Linked DNA regions of Mus musculus: regions 1 and 3 are each linked to region 2. The links are chromatin contacts, called in public promoter capture Hi-C maps. All regions are on one chromosome and are shown on one strand. The core of a region is the stretch at or near the end of the contact, and the rest is flanking DNA. Distances in the headings are between cores, read along the strand shown. Region 1 holds the start of Cmpk1 (cytidine monophosphate (UMP-CMP) kinase 1). Region 2 holds the start of Plod1 (procollagen-lysine, 2-oxoglutarate 5-dioxygenase 1). Region 3 holds the start of Mob3c (MOB kinase activator 3C).

Region 1 (2,946 bases), core at 98-2,597, about 33 Mb after region 2:
TGGCTGGTCTGGACCTTAAAAGTGTAAACCAGATGAGGGTGGTCTTGAGTTCACAGAGTTCCATCTGCCTTTGCCTCCCAAGTGCTGGGAATACAGTCAGGCTTCAAACCTATCATCTTCCTGCTTCAGCCTTTGACTTCAGGTTTCTTATTTGGGGAGCTGGAATATTGTAGGTCCAAAGCCAAATTATCTATCTTAGCCCCCAATCAACCATTTATTGTTCACCTCTATGTGACCTAACATTCTTGTGACTATTAGGTAAGTCCATTTGTAACATACAAACAGAATCCTAGCTTCCAAACCCAAAGGCTAAGAATGTGATTGTAAGGGTCCATGACTTTTCAAAGAATGACACCCTGGATTCAAAAAGTATGTAAATACAAAGAGTGTTTTATTTTGCAGAAGTTCAGCATGCTGGGGTCTCCCATTACCAAGAAAGACCGAGAAGTGAGCTTGCAGGCCCAATTTAAAGCACACTGGGGGAGTTCTGAGGTAGGTGGGCTTTGTCTTACTCTATCTCTAGTCAAGTGCAGCAGTGAGGAGGAAGGAAGTTTAATCTGTAACTGATTGTGAACCATCCATTGAGATAACTCACTACCTTTGGATCAGCTTGTCTCATCCCTCTCGTCATCATTTGGCATCTGGGGCCAATAACAGTACCAGCTTTGCTAGAAACCATCTCTACCAAGTTATCTGAAAAAAAAATTGCCATGATTCATAGCTTTGTTCTGTTACTATAAAAAACTCCATGAAAATGCTACCACTGCCGACTCCAATTTTCAAAGGTTTGTGTTCATCCAGGCTCAGTTTTCACTCTTTTTCTTCTCTCTTCAGAGTTTTCCCTAATGGCCCGAGTCAGGGTAACAGAGCTAAGCTTAAAGTCTTTCCCTGCGGTTAGAATATAACCTAAGTGCTTTTCCATAACCGACTCAACTCTCCATTAATGACTTTCCATTCCACTTATCCAGCCCTAACCTTCTAACATGCCCTTCTCTCTTGGCGGGTCACTGCATCCAAGTCTCTGCTCTTTTCAGTCCTCAAGTCTTGGTTCCAAGGTCACCTCTTTAGAGGCCTTCTTTGCAAACCTCAAACTGTTCTCATTTTCCTTTGGTTTCCTTCCCAACAATGCCGTTGTTCCTACTGACTCCTGTGCTTGCCTCTTCGGTTAGGCCGCTTCTCTTGGGAAAGGGAAACCCGGGAGATTGAACCACTGGTCTGCCTAAACGTCAATCCAGGTTCTGAAACTGAAATGCCTTGGGTCTCCAGCCACGTTAGGAAGAACCGGAACCGCGAGCGGAAGCTGGCGCAGCGCACGGAGGCCCCGCCCCTTCCTGTCACGGCGGCCGGCAGCTGGCGGCGGGGCCCCGGCGCCCGCTCTGCCCGCCCCCTCCCTGCCGCCCCGCCCGCGCCGCCGCGCCGGCCGCTGTCAGAAGCGCGTTGTATGCTGAGCAGCTGTCGTCGGCTGCTCCCGCACGTCCTGGTCCCGAGCTGCCCGCCGCTGACCCGCACACTGCGGCTCTTCCCTCTCCACCTCATGAAGCCGTTGGTCGTGTTCGTTTTGGGCGGGCCCGGTGCGGGCAAGGGGACCCAGTGCGCGCGCATTGTCGAGGTGAGGCCGTGCGGGAGGGCGACGGAGAGCTCCCGGGCTGAGCGGAGCGGGCCGGGGCCGGAGGGAGCAGCCGCGTTGGCGGCCGCGCCCCTCGCTGTGGGGAGCGGACTACGAGTCCCGACGGCCACCGCGCGCCCGGGCCGAGGGGCGTCGAGTCTACGAGTGCTTTGTTTCCGCGCGCCCTTGCTTCCACTCCTGGGATCCGGGTCTTCTCGCTACATCTCTGGCTGTCAGTCTCCGGCTAACCGGCCTCGAGGAACCCGACCCGGATCTTGTGGTAGTTAAAGTGCCGGATTTGTGAGAGCCCAGGCGCTAACCTTTGGCCCAGCTGACAACTCACGCCCTTTTCCTTGGGCGAGTGAGTCACTCACTCTCAGTGAACCTCAGTTGTCTAAGCAAATAAAAAACTCTGCTCTCCGAGAAAGTAAAACACCACCCAACTATAAAATCCTCTTATCATTTTTTAAATAATGTTTGCTTTAGGACTGCAGAGATGGCTGAACGGGTAAGGGCGCCTACCACCACGTTCCATCCCTGAGACCCACAGAGAACCACAACCCCACTCCCGCGAGTTGTCCTATGATGTTCACTCTAGAGCTCAAGGGTTTGCCCACACAAATAACTAAATACAATTAAAGTTTTGACATAAGTTTACCAGTTCCATTCTTTTAGTATTTGAGGTCAGGGGTGGCATGTACACGGAGAGAGGCAAAGACTTTAAACTCAAGCAGGTATGGGTTCTAGCCCGTGTTAGCTGTAGTGATGGACTGTCTTGTTTTTTCTAGCCCCTATGAGCTGTAATGATGCGGTGAGGAAGGCTTAATGGACTGTCTTGGGCAGTGTTTTAAAGGAAAACAAGACAATCAGAAAGAAATGGCAGGGTTGGGGAAAAACACCCAACATTCACCTTTAAATTGAGTGCTTGATAAAAGGTTTTGACCCAGAACTTGATAATTTCTTCTTTTCCTATAAGCCGTGGCCTATATTTGCTTTGTATTTTTTTCCACGTTCATATATTCAGCTCCTGCCCTATAGTCTATTCTCTAAAGAACAACCACAGATAAATAAAGTAATGTGGTCTAAAAGTTGTGTGTTTTACAGTTATGTCTAGAATTACAGATAACTTTGGAAAATCAGTTTAATCACAAAGCACATAGAATTTTTCTCCTTATTTTTACTTCTGTTTGTTTTATCTATTAGAAAGCCAAATGACAAGTGGATGGTTTCAGTTTATAAGTAAAATGATTAAAATATAGATAGCATGGTAAAGGAGGGAGTGAGTCAAAACAGGTAAGCAGTTCAAGACCTGACCCTGCTATTGTTTTTCCTAGCCCCAG
Region 2 (2,913 bases), core at 193-2,692:
GCTGGATAGCCCTGGGCCTCTCTTCTACCATCTGTGAGAGTGTGAGTTGACCTCTGCACAATGAGGTGGACGCCCATTTTTCCAGCCTGTTCTTATTTCCCAGAAAGGACACGTGGTTCTTCAATTGTACAAGTATTGTACATCTTTCTCAAGAAAAAGAGAAACAAGAAAAGAAGAACGATTCCCAATAATATGACCTAGAAACGCTGCATAAGTTATGAACATGTTTATTCCACAACTTGGAAATAATCATTGCAAACATTGGTCTGTAAGTTTCCTGTGTTGGGGGTGGGTGTGTGTTGTTGAGGTCTCACACAGTCCACACTAGCCTCAAGCTATATGGTCACTAGCTCTACGGCTGAGCATGTCTTGAACTCCTGATCCTGCTATGCCTCCTGAGTGCTGGGATTCCAGCTCGCTTTGACACCTTCTTCCTCCCTTCTCTGACTGAGTCTGGCTGTGCAGCTCAGGCTGGCTTTGGACAATGGAGCTCTTCTACCTCCTGAGTGCTAGGATTTGGGCAGACCCCACCCTACCCCACCCAACCTTGTTTTGACCTATCTGCTAGGCAGAGGATCTATCTTTAACAATGAGTCATACTGAAGAGAAAACCTTTCCCACTTAGCATCCTGTAGATGCCTGTTTCCTTTGTGAAAGACCAAATCTCCCTAACTCCCTGATTTCGTCAAGCCCCTCCTCCCCCGCCCTCCCGAACCCTGCCCTAGGATCTAATCTGTGGGACTGAGATTCCAGGGTCCCTGTTTGAGCTCTCTTCTACGGCTTGACAGATTTTGTCTAAATGTAGATGTGCTTGGCTCACATCTGGACCAGGAACCCTTGCTCCAGAAACTTTTGACCTTCTTTTACTTTGTCTGTGAATGGCACTGAAAATTTTCACTCCATCCACTTAGCCCTCATTCATCCATCCACTCACTCACCCATCCATCCATCTGGCCCCCCATCATCCATCTATCCAGCCAGCCAGCCACTTACCCATCCATCCACCTATACCGCCATCCAACCATCCACTCACTCACCCACTTACACACCCACTTATCCATCCATCTAATACCCCCCCCCCACCATCACCACACACACACACATCCATCCCATAATTAACCGCTGCAATTTCCTTGACTACTTTCTGATTTCCTTCCAGGGAGCGGAAAGTTGAATTAAGTGATTCTCTTTTGGGAGCTGGGGCTAGACTTTATATATATATTCCCACCATCGCGGTGCAGATGATATTAAGTCTCCTCTTCTAGACATCAAGGCCTCGCCCTCCTCGCCCACTTGGAGAGAAGCGGGGGAGGGAGAGCATGGACGGTCCGGCATCGGGACCCAGGGGGCACAACGACCTGCCCCAAGTCTGGAGGACCTAGAAGCCTAAGCAGGAAAACCCTTCCCCGAGGCGGGCGGAGGCGTGCGCGGCACCGCCCCCGGGGCGGGCTCAGTGCGTGGCAGCGCCCGCCGGCCCCGTCGCGAAGTTTCCAGTTCAGCTTCTGTCTCAGTGCCGGCGGGTTGTTCCCGAGACTCCGCTATGCGGTCCCTGCTGCTCCTGGCCCCGTTGGCCTGGCTTCTTCTGGTCCAGGCGAAGGATGACGCCAAGCTAGAGGGTGAGGACGCGGCGGCGGAGCTGTGCCTGGCCGTCTGTCTCGCCGAGGACCGGGGTGTCCAGGCGACCTGGGCTGGAAGGGGGGGAGCCGGGGAGCTGGGTTGCGGTCATCTGTCCACTTGCCCGCGGGTGACTCCGGTAGATCACTTCCTCTCATGGGGTCGGGATTCCTAGGTTTGTGCTGCGGGCAGAGGAGGGGACAGCCGAAGTACACTCTCCCCTTGCGCGCCCCCTACCCTCATTTGGCGCTCAGAGGAGTCCATGATCACAATTCCCATAATAAGTAGCAAGACTCCCGTTTATCGTACACGATCTGCTGCAGCCTGGCCTCACTAGTTAAGCACCAGTTAAATACGTTTGCTGGAAGTGTTTTCTTATGTTAACCCCGTTTTCCAGCTTTACAAACTGAGGCTCCAAATCAGCCGCATTCTCCAGGGCATCCTGTTTTCTTCCACCCATGTTGCTGGAGACATGGGAGTTGGCCTGAACATGGTGGGTGGTAGGAATGTGGAGGGCTCCGGTGGGTGAGCCCTGTTGGTAAGAGCACTTGCCTAGCTCGCATGCAGCCCAGGGTTTGGTCCCCAGCGCTGCATAAACTAAACATAGTTGTGCATGCTTATAACCCCAGTACTCAGGGAGGTTGAAGCAGGGTTATCAGAAGTCCAAGGTCATCCTCAACTACACGAAGGGTTAAAGTCAGTCTAGACTACATGAGACCCTGACCAAAAAGGAAAGAAAGGAAGAAAAAAAAAAAAAAAAAAAAAAGGAAAGGAAAAGAACCTGGCTTTGAAACCCATGTGCTGGGAGCCACAGGTTTTTGCATGCCTGCTCCGTCTTCCATCTGTGCTCAGTTATACATAGGGTCACACGCCTTTCGCGTTGGTGATGCACAGTTTTTGAGAAGCTTGGTATTTTAGACTCCAACACAGAGTGGCAAGACCTCATTTCTAGAGATCACAAGAGATTCCTCAAATAAGACCAGCCCCTGAGTCCCCTTAAAGTCAAGGCTCTGGGCATTTTCTCTCCAAGCTCAGAGCAGCTAGGTTTGTTGTTGTTGTTGTTTTGGGGTTTTTTTGTTTGTTTGTTTGTTTTGGTAGGGTCTAATCTAGCATCAAAGGAAGATAGATAAGAGACTCTGATAAGTCCCGACTACAGAGTTGGTAATGTGTGCAAAGGCCCACCTAGTGGCAGGAACCTGGAGCCCAGTGGCAGCCATTTTTTCTCCATTTCACTTTCTCCTGCTTCTGCTGATGCGTGCTCGGATACTCCAGACCATCCCAGTTCCAAGAGCCTCAGTT
Region 3 (2,700 bases), core at 18-2,517, about 32 Mb after region 2:
TAAATGAAAAGTGAGGGGGAAAGAACTGATATCAGCTCTGGGCCTCCATCTCTGCATGCCCATCTTCATATACCCACAGCACCACACACACACACACACACACACACACACACACACACATACACACACACGTTGGGATAGCTGAGAGGTCAAGTGGTACGTCCCACATGAACAGATGGCGAAACTGAGGCCTAGGAGGAGGATTTGAGGAGCCTGAATTTGCACAGCAAGTTAGAAGTAGGGGACTGGTATAAAAAGGGACTCAGCCTATGACAAGGTACAAAGTGTCCCTTTCCTGCTGTCTGGCCACTGGCCTGATATAGATAATTGTGAAGGAAGGGAGTAGAGAGGCCCCACCTCCTTAGTATAGAACTTTAGGCCCCAGGACTTTTCCTAGAAAGAGTAAACTTGGAGGTGAGTACGGAAGGTAAGCTAAGAGGGCATCCCGTCTGTTAGCACTATCCTCTCCCAGCCTCACACGGAGCCTCTCTTCCTCTTCCCTGTGGACCCCCCACTTTAATTACTAGGTAGGTGGTCAGTGGTTTGCTTACTCCGTGACCAAGCATTTAATCTTCCTAGATGAAGAGCACAGGCTGACTGACACTGCCTGTTTGTCTTACCTCGTCCCCTGCCAGGGACACACCTGCTCCTTCCTTAGTCTGGCTTAGAATCAGCCAGAAGATGGTCCCAGTTTGAACTCAGAATCTAGCCTAGCACGCCCTGCGGGACAAGATCTAAGTTTGAGATTCTCAGAGAAAGAGGGAGCGACAGACGCAGCGCTGTCCAGCCAGACCCGCCCCTACCTCCCGCGAGCTCCTAAGAACCTCCCCTTAGCTTCAGCTGTTAGGGCCAAACAGGTCCTAGGACCCAGAGGAGCCAGCCTGACATTTCCGCTCCTGAAGACACGCCCCCCACCACCGCCAGCTACCGCCACCCCCACCCCGGACTTCGGACACTGAGAGCCTCGGACCCTGGGCTGAGGACTGTGGCCAGCCTGCTTTTGGGCCGGAGTCGCTTCCAGAAGGTGCCACGCGAGGACCAAGAAGAACTAAAAGTGGAAGCAAGACTGGGCCCTGGGGGGCGCGGAGACGCGGCGCTCACTCACCCGCTCCGCCTGAGTGGACAGCTCCGGGTCTCTGTCCCTGCGGCCACACCGCAACGCGCCGGTCGTCCTCCGGCCTGTGATCCCGCCGTGCGGGTCTCAGCGTCTACCCACCAGTCTGATCTGGGCCGCGGCCGCCGTCCCGCCGCCAGTGCTCGAGGAGACGCCAGCTCCGCCCCAGGCTCAGCCACGCCGCGGCCACGGGGCGGGGAGGGGCGGGGAAAGGGACTCCCCCGTCCCAGGATACTTACTCTTCTCTTTAGCCTTTCCGGGAAGTGGGAAGTCCGATCGGGCTCGCTGTCTCCCCGAGGGCAAAGGACTAACTGAGGAGCCGCCCCAAAGGACCGCCTGGATCTTCCCTAAGGAGATAGCCTCAGATTCATAGGCTGTAGAATGGGAACAAGTTTAGCTTCCGCCTGAAGCAGAAAGAAAAACCGCTGTGGTTTGAATGGTTTCCTAGCCCTCCTGCAGTTATCTGAGCTTCACTTGTCTTTGAATTCAATAAAAGTTCCTAGCAGCCAATGTGTTCAGCTTCAGTCCACTGCCATACAGAGCAACTCAAAACCCACCACTGGAGGCTGCTGCTGGTGGATGGCGCATGTCTTTAATTTCAACACTAGCGAGGTAGAGGCAGGCAAATCTTTGAGTTCCAGGCTGCTAGCCAGCCAGGCTAGCCAGGGCTAGGTGGTAAGATGGTCTCTCTCTCTCTTAAAAACAAAACAAAACAAAACAAAACAAAACAAAACAAAACAAAACACCAAAACCAAAACCAAACCAAACCAAACCAAAACAACCAAACACTTAAATGAATAGCACACGTATGGGAGCCGTGGACTGGGTCAGTCCAGACAGAAACATTCCCAAAGAATGTTCAAAGAAGACCTCGCCTTCCTTGCACCTGGTTCTGGTTCTGTAGACTCTCACACCATCCAAAGTTACCCATTTCCTATCTTCCTTTGTCTCTGTTGTTCTTTAGAATGGCTTCTCTCCCAGCCTGTTCCATCTGGCTCCAAACCTTTGCATACTTGATCTACACTACCCACTCTTCTACCTAGATTCCTCCCCTGGAAACAGGCTGCTATCCCACATCAGTGCTCAATGCATACCATGGCTTGGCCCCAGGAACCTGTCTGCAGGATCTGCCTAGGGTGAGGAGGTTGAAGACAGAGTTCTACTAGGTGAGTGCTATGGTTAACCTTCATTGTTAGCTTCACTAGCTTCGGAACTACCAAGGAGTCGCCTCTCTGGGAGTGTGTATTCCCAAGGGGTTGTTTAACTGAGGAGGACTGGCTCTCCTTGAATGTGTCTCCTGCCATCCTGAACTAAACTAACAGAAAGGTGGGTGAGGGTGGGGGAGCCAATAGAGCACAGGTGTCCATCCACCTCCATTTCTTCACCACTGTTCCAGACTCTTGCTGTCACAGCTTAGAGCCTGTCTTGACATACTTTCCCTACCATGGTGGACTGCACTCTCAAACTGTGAGCCAAAACAAAAAGCTTTTCCTTAGTATTTTGTTACAGCATAAAAAGTAAGTACCACAGAAGGCCAAGGCAGGCAGCTGGGCTGCCGAAGACATCCCGGAGGACATGAAAGCGAG

Evidence for each region. Promoter capture Hi-C pulls out the DNA fragments that hold promoters and counts their contacts.
Region 1: a contact with region 2 is called in a promoter capture Hi-C map of second pharyngeal arch cranial neural crest. The contact joins the promoter of Cmpk1 here to the promoter of Plod1 in region 2. A contact is called at or near these places in 4 of 39 promoter capture datasets (cranial neural crest, maxillary cranial neural crest, pre-B cells and 1 more).
Region 3: a contact with region 2 is called in a promoter capture Hi-C map of pre-B cells. The contact joins the promoter of Mob3c here to the promoter of Plod1 in region 2. A contact is called at or near these places in 3 of 39 promoter capture datasets (cranial neural crest, frontonasal cranial neural crest and pre-B cells).

The regions. Positions count from the first base shown.
Region 1 is chr4:114,985,629-114,988,574 of GRCm38.p6, reverse strand. Cmpk1 (cytidine monophosphate (UMP-CMP) kinase 1) reads left to right here and starts at 1,347. Exons shown (of 6, transcript NM_025647.3): 1 at 1,347-1,609. The coding sequence starts at 1,442.
Region 2 is chr4:147,935,305-147,938,217 of GRCm38.p6, reverse strand. Plod1 (procollagen-lysine, 2-oxoglutarate 5-dioxygenase 1) reads left to right here and starts at 1,442. Exons shown (of 19, transcript NM_011122.3): 1 at 1,442-1,616. The coding sequence starts at 1,541.
Region 3 is chr4:115,826,647-115,829,346 of GRCm38.p6, reverse strand. Mob3c (MOB kinase activator 3C) reads right to left here and starts at 1,267. Exons shown (of 4, transcript NM_175308.5): 1 at 1,106-1,267.